2 separate regions of the Gasterosteus aculeatus genome follow, and region 2 is linked to region 1. A link is a contact called in public Hi-C data. All regions are on one chromosome and are shown on one strand. The core of a region is the stretch at or near the end of the contact, and the rest is flanking DNA. Distances in the headings are between cores, read along the strand shown. Region 1 holds the start of igfbp5b (insulin-like growth factor binding protein 5b). Region 2 has its middle 17 kb from the start of LOC144388837.

The links. Hi-C and Micro-C count contacts between places; a contact is called where the count stands out from the background.
Region 2: a contact with region 1 is called in a Hi-C map of tail fin, with 1.6 times the contacts expected there. The contact joins the enhancer-like site here to the promoter of igfbp5b in region 1. A contact is called at or near these places in 3 of 6 Hi-C or Micro-C datasets (skeletal muscle, tail fin and whole body).

What each region holds. Positions count from the first base shown.
Region 1 is chr16:6,352,499-6,356,652 of fGasAcu3.hap1.1, reverse strand. It overlaps igfbp5b (insulin-like growth factor binding protein 5b), which reads left to right and starts at 2,392. Exons shown (of 4, transcript XM_040201921.2): 1 at 2,392-3,391. The coding sequence starts at 3,058.
Region 2 is chr16:6,413,665-6,417,818 of fGasAcu3.hap1.1, reverse strand. No RefSeq gene overlaps it. Among protein-coding and RNA genes, the nearest start is that of LOC144388837, 17 kb to the right of the region's middle. Within about 2 kb of position 1,973, at least 2 of the 9 cell types and tissues checked have open chromatin away from gene starts, as enhancers often do.

The DNA.
Region 1 (4,154 bases), core at 1,143-3,642:
AACTCCTTGTTTTAGTTTAATGACAAAAAAAATACCACAGCGTGACTTCATCTAAAACAGACGTACTGAGGCTTCCTTCATCGCCAGCATGCAATGTGCCCGACTTTCACCTGTAGCTCCATTGTAAACCCGCCCGGGTCATTATCAGAGCAACAAACATATTTTCAACCACACATTAGTCCTTTTAAGTTGGATTGGGTCCTGCATGGACATACCTAAACAATTACTACATGTAGAATCTTTTACATCCTGAACTGGAACTTGTACTTGGGAGCACACTTCCCTTGTAATTTGTCATCCTCTTTCTCCATCCATCGTCTCGTGCCCAGCTCACATTTGGTGGGTGCACTGTTAATCCACGCCGCTTTACTGTCTTAATCCTGTTCATTATCGCTGCTCGGGCAGCTCAGATTTATGTCTTGGTTTGCTCTTGCCGGGTTTTACCGCTCATGTTGGTTTTGGAGGGAGCACTGACTTACACCACAGTGCTTCGCTCCGGAGCTGGCTGGTGAGAGGTTGAACCATCAAAGTTCACTCGGTGCAGTTTCTGCGGCTGCTGGATTAATTTGAGACCTCTTTTTTTTGGTTTTTCTTTTTTTTCTATGGATCTGTCGTTTTGTGTCAAGCTCTGAAAAAGAGGAAACGTCTGTCTGATCCAGATGTTTATGGTTGAATGCAAAAGTTGGGAAGTGATAAGCATGGATGAAGACGTGTAAGAGAAACCGGAGGAAAAGCCATGGAAATAAAAAATAAAAAAAGAGTCAAGATATGTAAACGGTGGTTCTGGAACCCTTCGACATCCTCTGTAAACCAATTTTTAAACAATCATGGCTGAATTGAAGTAAAGGAAACACTAAACATGTGCCACACTAATGCTGTGGTGAAAACAAATCACATTTCTGAGAGCTATTACAAAGACATTTTGAAACGCCCATTATAATGCAATTTCATGTAAGTGAGATTAAGCATTTATACGGTCACTAGTTCCATGTAGAACACTTTTGGTTTTGAATAAATACTTCAGTAGCTCTATTTATAGATCCATGTGTACCTTTGTAACAGCAACATGCCCTCTACACCGTGCTATTGCTGCTCTGACAGCATATTCATTGCGTCGATTCTTCGAGTTCCCAAGTCTACTGAGGTGGACATGTGAGTCGACTGCTGTGCACAGTTTATCATTGTTAACAGTGCCTTCTAGTGGTCAACTGCTAAACCAAGTTGAGAGTAAATCATCTCCCTGTGGAGGTACAAATGATAGCCGCGTTCAGGGAGTGGCCGCGTGGACGTGAATGGATGTGAGAAGGACAGGCAATATACAGCTTCCTGACACGACGCTATTACTTAAGGACGAAAATCTGCCCTGAAAGCAGCAGAGATGGAAATAACAGCCCTGGATGGGCTGATTTAGAGGGCATATGCGGTGCAGGCACGCAGAGCACACGCTGAAGCAATCAGGCATTATTCTGAATATAGGCTATAAAATAATAGGCCCGCTTGCATTTAACTTGTCAGGTTGATGCTTCAAATCTCGAAATCCTTTCCCCTCTTTTACTCTTGTTTGTCTTTCTTCTGGATCACATGACTCTCTCTCTCTCAGTGTGTGTGTGTGTGTGTGTGTGTGTGTGTGTGTGTGCGTGTGTGAGAGGGACAGAGACAGAGATGCTAGTGGATTTTGCTTCTGGCTACAATTACACGTAGGATGTCCAATGGAAGCAACAGGTGCAGACTAGGTGAGTTATGGTCCAGGGTAAGTGTCCCTGCGCGTGTCATCTCCACAGGAAAACCAACCGGAAGAAGAGATATAGAAAAGCTGTAGATGTATCAAAAATATATGGTACAAATAACTGCAAGTCTATGTTTGTGTCCTAACCTGTAAATAAGTGAATGATTCCATAGGAGACATTTGGTCTTTCTGGTGCTTTTGGAAAAAAACGTAAATGCAAAGCATCCTTTTAGATTTCCCTTTGATGCTTTTCCTTACTAAGTATATTCCTTTCAATCCATCATAATGGATGTATGGATGCATGACTCCACCAGAGTTACCAACAAATTATTTTTCACCAACCAGAAAGAATGATAAAGTAAAAAAAAATATTTCCCCAAAAATGGAAGTTAAAAATGTTTTTATTTTCACCAAATTGAAATATACATGTTATTTGTGATTTTTGTGTTATTTCTTACATTGTGGGCCCCTCTGCAAAGAGACTCTCTAATCATGGACGTTTTCCAAGATTACAAGAATCTTCTCAAAAACCGTATTGAAAAAAAAAAAGATACTTTTTTGATGTAGCTGCATGGATTATGTGCGCGGTACTATAAACGTCACCTCCTGCAGCGTGGAGCCCTCTAAACATGCGCCGTGGAGAGCGTGGAGCTGCAGCTGCAGACAGTGAAAGCCCGCAGGTCTCCCCGGTGCTGTGCGCGCTTGGATGAGGGCTGCCTTTGCTCTCTCCGCTGTTGCCTCTTGCTACTCGGCATCAGCTCAGCCTTCAGGGCGAGAGCAAGAAGTAGAAGCAGAAGAAAGAAGAAAAAAAAAAAAAAAAGAAGAAAAAAAAAAGTTTGGCCGCCTGCCAAGTCGTGGAACAAGTGCGCCTCCCTCCCTCGCTGTTTTGCATAGCATATTCAGTTAGGGGTTTGGGCTCGGCTGTTTTTAAAAGGCAAGGCAGCTCTCCAGTTGATCAGTCTGCTCAGGAAACTTCTGCTGGAGAAAGTACTGGAGCCCAAACTGAAGGGGAGAGAAGTTGAGGTTTTGTGCAAAGAATTTCTTTACGCTTGCAGAGGACATCTCTAAGGGGGAGAAAAAAATCACAAATATATATTTTTTTTCCAGTTGCAGTTGATTTGAACTGTTTTTGCAGGGTGCACGGCGCAGAGCCTCCGTTAATTAATGTGTTTTAAGCAAATAGCAACACTCTTGGATAAAGACTCCTGGCTTTAGCTTTAAAAAAAAAATCGGATTATCTGACTGAGGCATTGTGCTTAGACCAGTCTACTTTTGTTCCCCCTCCTCTTCGCATTTGAGGTTTATGCTTATAACTGAAGAGAACACCAACAATGTTTCTGAGTCTCTGCCTCTTGGTGACATTTATCTTGGGACTGTCCGGGTGCTTGGGCTCATACGTGCCGTGCGAGCCTTGTGACCAGAAGGCGCTGTCCATGTGCCCTCCGGTCCCGGTCGGCTGCCAGCTGGTCAAGGAGCCGGGCTGCGGCTGCTGCCTTACGTGCGCCCTATCCGAGGGACAGGCGTGCGGCGTGTACACCGGGACGTGCACCCAGGGCCTGCGCTGCTTGCCGAGGAGCGGCGAGGAGAAACCCCTGCACGCCCTTCTCCACGGCAGGGGAGTGTGCACCAACGAGAAAGGATACAAACCTGCCCACCCGCCCATAGGTAAGACGCGCACCGGCTGCCCGGGCTCAATGCATGCGTCGGGATCGACTTGGGAATGTGTGTTCGGCTGCCGGATGTAAATATAATATATATATAATATATATTTTTAAGCGTCGTTTAGATTGGGGACAGCAGTGCGTGATATATCTTGTCCCATGGGGGGTTCCACTGTGTGCTGCTGCGGGATTGCGCCCATAGCGGGAAATACACAAACAACTAGAATCGAGGTTACTTCACGATTATACCTATTTACCCCCCCACAGCAAGGTGAAATTACATGTATTTATGTCATACGTTTGCCAGATCCAGGAGGGGGTGGGGGGTCCTGGGTCTCCGGGTGGGGACTGTAGGAGAAGCGGTACCCGCTGCTCTCTGACGGAGCGCCTGTTTGACAGATGGTTTGAGGGGGCCGTCTGATTAACTTGTATCCACCGCCTCGATTAAACTGCCCCCCCCCCCCCCCTCTCCCCCCGAACCCACCTCCCCCCACCCCCCATGAGCTTAAAACACTCCTCCTTCCCCTCGTGACACGAACGCGCCGTCGGCCGAGCGCCCTGCGGGCTCTGCGTTCTGGGCTGGAGCGGCACCGTCGTGTTGAACGCTGGTCGCAGTCGCCGCACACACGCACGGCGACCAGGCTTTTTTTTCTCCTCTGCTGCGGTAACAACGCACATGATGCCCCCCCCCCGTCCCCGTCCCCGTCCCCAACCCCGCGGTTGGAGTCGTGTCTCCGGTGCGGGGACAGTGGGTGTCAAACTGCGGT
Region 2 (4,154 bases), core at 724-3,223, 62 kb before region 1:
TGCACGGTTTGAACAAAGCCTTCCTGCTCGCTAAGAGGCCACGTTTGACGTCCCCCCCCTTGACATGTAACGCAATCTTTTAAATAAAAAAAGAAACAGTATGTACATCACATATAGATGACATCAACTTATAACATTTACATCCACATTTCTTTCAAATAAAAAAATATATAGCATGCAATATATATTATTTTCTGTATTAAGGTTGGATAAATCTTAACGTGAATGTTTAGAATTTGCCACGTGAGCAGATGCTATTATAATCATTGGCTTTAACGGGGATAACTGATTGGAGGACCATATGTCGTAAAGATCAGTTTTCTGATATGGCATCAGTTGACACTGTAAACTCCAGTACAGATCTGGACAGCGTTAGTGGTCCACAGAATGACAGAAGTACCTCCAATGACTGATGAAAAACAGAGCTTTCTTACAGTCACATCACTTGAGCTACAGCGTAGAACTGACCTCCCAAGAACACTTACTGTGAACTAGAAGGGAGATATGCAGCGTATACAATACATTTAAACCTACCTGGTTGCATTCACATGGTTTCACACAAAGATACAAGGGTGGGCGCATTGTTTAATTAATGCCAACAATGGTTTTAGCTGGTTACTTAGTGCTCAACCACTTTACTCTGACAGGGATACTTTCTACTGAACATAGATAAAGATGAATACAGATCATTGATAGATAGACTGTTGTGCTGCTCCCTGGTAAATGTTAACCTAGTAGTTATATTATGATTGAGGAGGGTAACTTTTCTATAACATCTAGATCAATTGTTAATGCTCTGGCAAGAGCAAATAGCTTTGTTTTTCTATTTGATTACATTCATTTTTTAATTTAGTACAATATGAGATTTACAAGAAATTTAACTGCTACTGTGTAAATACTGCACTAAAACAGTTGCGTAATACACTACTTTTGAATTAATGATAGAATTTTGCACCTTACAATGAGATTAAATAGTGGAGATTCTTGCTATTCAAAAAGTAATGTTATCAGTGCAGCTGACGACACAAATAGCAGTCTTTTGTTGCTGGTAGGCCTGCACATGGCTATGGTATGGACTACTATTTGGTCAGGGTTTGCTATTGCTGCTTCAGTGACACAAATGTCTTGTGTGTCATATAATCAATGTGTAGTTTTTTGATTCTCCTATAAATAACACGTCAAGGTCATACTGGGAAGACTAGAATAACCGTCTGGTTCTGCTTTGCAAGTGATGACACTTGTGGCTTACAGTGTGCCTTAATATAGATTCCAGAGGGGAAAACTAAAAATCAAAGCCAGTTTATTTGAAATCCTCAGCCTGCCCACTACTGTCCTGCTCAGACAATGGCCGAACGAGTATCTGAACGTAGTTTCAGGGTGTTTGCAGAGAAACCCAAACTAAGCCTCCCACAGTTTGTACCATCCTTTGTGTGTAAGGATGCAGGAATGCATTACACAAAAACAATTCTGTGGTTTATCTGCAGAACATGTTGCAGGCATTCACGTTGATCTGGAAAAATGGTTGAGTCACTGTGCCATCCTGGTAATGAACCTTGCTGTCTTGTTGCTTAAAATAGAATGACGAGCATGGGGAATTCTTCATTTCAGCAATGCTTTCAACCGCATGAGCAAATCCAAACTTTTCCCCTCTGACAAAGAGCAAAACTTTTTTCTTCTCTTTTTCACTGGTTGTTGTCCAAATGCATTGCGAGGGCAACGCAACAGTAATGGTTTAAAGCATCAACATTTGTGTGAGCAAATGGAAGTCAGAGGCATGAACTGCACAGACAAAAACAAAAAGGCCAAAAGGAATGCATTCGCTATACCAACTCAAACAAATTCTACTTTTCTCTACATGACACGACAAACACGCCCCATCTTTGTTTTTGTTCTGCAAGCTATAGCACATATGGGGTGTGCTGAAATCCTGACTTTGCGAGCCAGAGACAGAGCATGTAAACAGTATGAAAAGGTCCTGCACTCCCAAAGAAGGACTTTTGTTCCAGCGTGAACAGGTTCTTGGCTCCCTCCCTTTGAATGACGGATTGGATAGTCAAAACTCTTTATCTGGCATGGCCTGCAGAAAAATAGAACAATATTGGGCGCTGTCAATTTGTCAGGGTATTCCATTACGTTACAATGTCGAGGATCGGATTTAAATGTGAGCTGAGTCATTTGAGTTTGCAAAATACGGTTTCTTAAATATCGTCTAATACCGGTCAGTAAGCCTAAGGGTTGCTTGAGCTCATAGGTTATGTAAAATATTTTTTTAAATCGCATTAACACATGCCTCAATTAGTGGGAACATTGAGTCAACCGCATTGCCCAGTTGCTGTGACAAAGGCGTATCACCCGGTAACTTCACAAAGGCCGTAACATCCAGGGTTTTTTAAAAGCTCATTATTTCCTCATGTCATTTTAACTTGTTATTTTTCCTTCATTGCGCTGACAGGGATAACATACAACCATGTTTATACCAGGCCATGGTTGTGAATACCGTGTAATCAGATAAACTAAATTACAGTAAGTAAAGATTAACCGGATTGCTCCACATTAGCAGCATCAATCCGAAGCAGTAATATGATTTCATGTCTGTGCAAACTATGGCAAATTCCTCGTTATTGAAAACACACTCCGCAGTAAACCTTTTTCAGATTGTGGTCACAAACTCTCCTCTGACAGTGGTGCAGTCAACCTGTTTGACGAACACCTAAAACGCTAACAATGTCTATTCAAAGATTTATTTCTACTGAGTCGATTAGACTCGCCCACTCAACACTTACTCATCATCCTGTCACCCCACACACACACACACACACTTAATACAAAGCATTTGTTTTGAAATGCATTAGGAGTTCCACAACTTTCCTCAAAGAAATCTGTTGATAAATTAAAGTAGATTAAGGCCGCGTTATAACAGCCCCACCATGTCGGATGTGCTACTCGCCCGTTTCAGTCCCCATGAGTCCATTAAACGAGACCCTCATTCAGTAGGACATTTTTTGATTCTCTTTTGACTGTAAAGGCCCACAGGAAAGAACATATTCAGAATGTAATAGGGAATTTTCTATTGATGCACAACAGGTTTAACTAACAAATGTGTCCTTGAACTTTCACCAATTTGTTGAAATATATATATGTCAAGTACATTCGTGTAGTCTGTTTTGTTTTATGGGTGAGTAGACAGTGAAAGATCTCGTCAGTCAAGATACTGACGAGATCTTTCATCAATGGTCATATTTCACTATGTCGTTTTTTGTTGTTGCTATGGAGATATTCTTTGTTATGATACACACTAATTTCACAATAACCCTTCATCACTGTCAGAACTACAGTATTTGCCAGGTATTGCTGCCACAGCACCAGGTGTAGCACGCTGCCTGGAAAACAAGCTCCAAGGAGTTTATGATGGTCAGTAAAGCAACATCTGTAGTGGGTTTTTTTCACTTTACATCCGATAAATTACGGGTGTCTCAGCCGTTTGCTATGCTTCCAACACTGACAGAAAGGCCTGCTAGTAGGAACATAATATGTGTTCAATCTAATAAAGCTTGTCCTATCCTCACACTTGTTCCTCTCGCTCATGAAGATCTGGTAGCATGCTCCAAATAAACACGGAGAAGCATTTCATCAATACTTCAGGGTCTAAGGTCGTCTTGCTGGTCAAAACAACCCTGCTTTTTTTTTCGTCTTTTCTGCTTTATTAGATTGTTATGCTTGATTTGACAGAGGAACGAGAAAAGGGTGAAAGAGGGTGACGATGCTGCTACGTCTCCTTTAGGGGGAGTGGGGATGAAACACAGGACACTGAGAAATTTGAAATAGACAAGAAAAGTTTACACTACTTGGGTTCTTGTTTCTTCAACAAAAGGTTTACACTCAGTGGGGGATGACAGGAAATGTGGTTGAGCCAAACAAAATAAATCAATACAACAAAAACTAGGTCTTGGAAACAAAAAATAGCTGCACATGCTTCTCTAATACATCTTGGCAAAAACAACGCTGAGGGGGCATCAACCAATAAATTGTGTTTCTAGAAAAAAACAACCGTGTGCAAGTACCAATGTGAAAGGCAACCCATAGGTACCAGGTCCTCAACCTCCCAGCATAAACTACTGCAAATGCCAGTTTCACCATCCAGGCACACAAGCAAC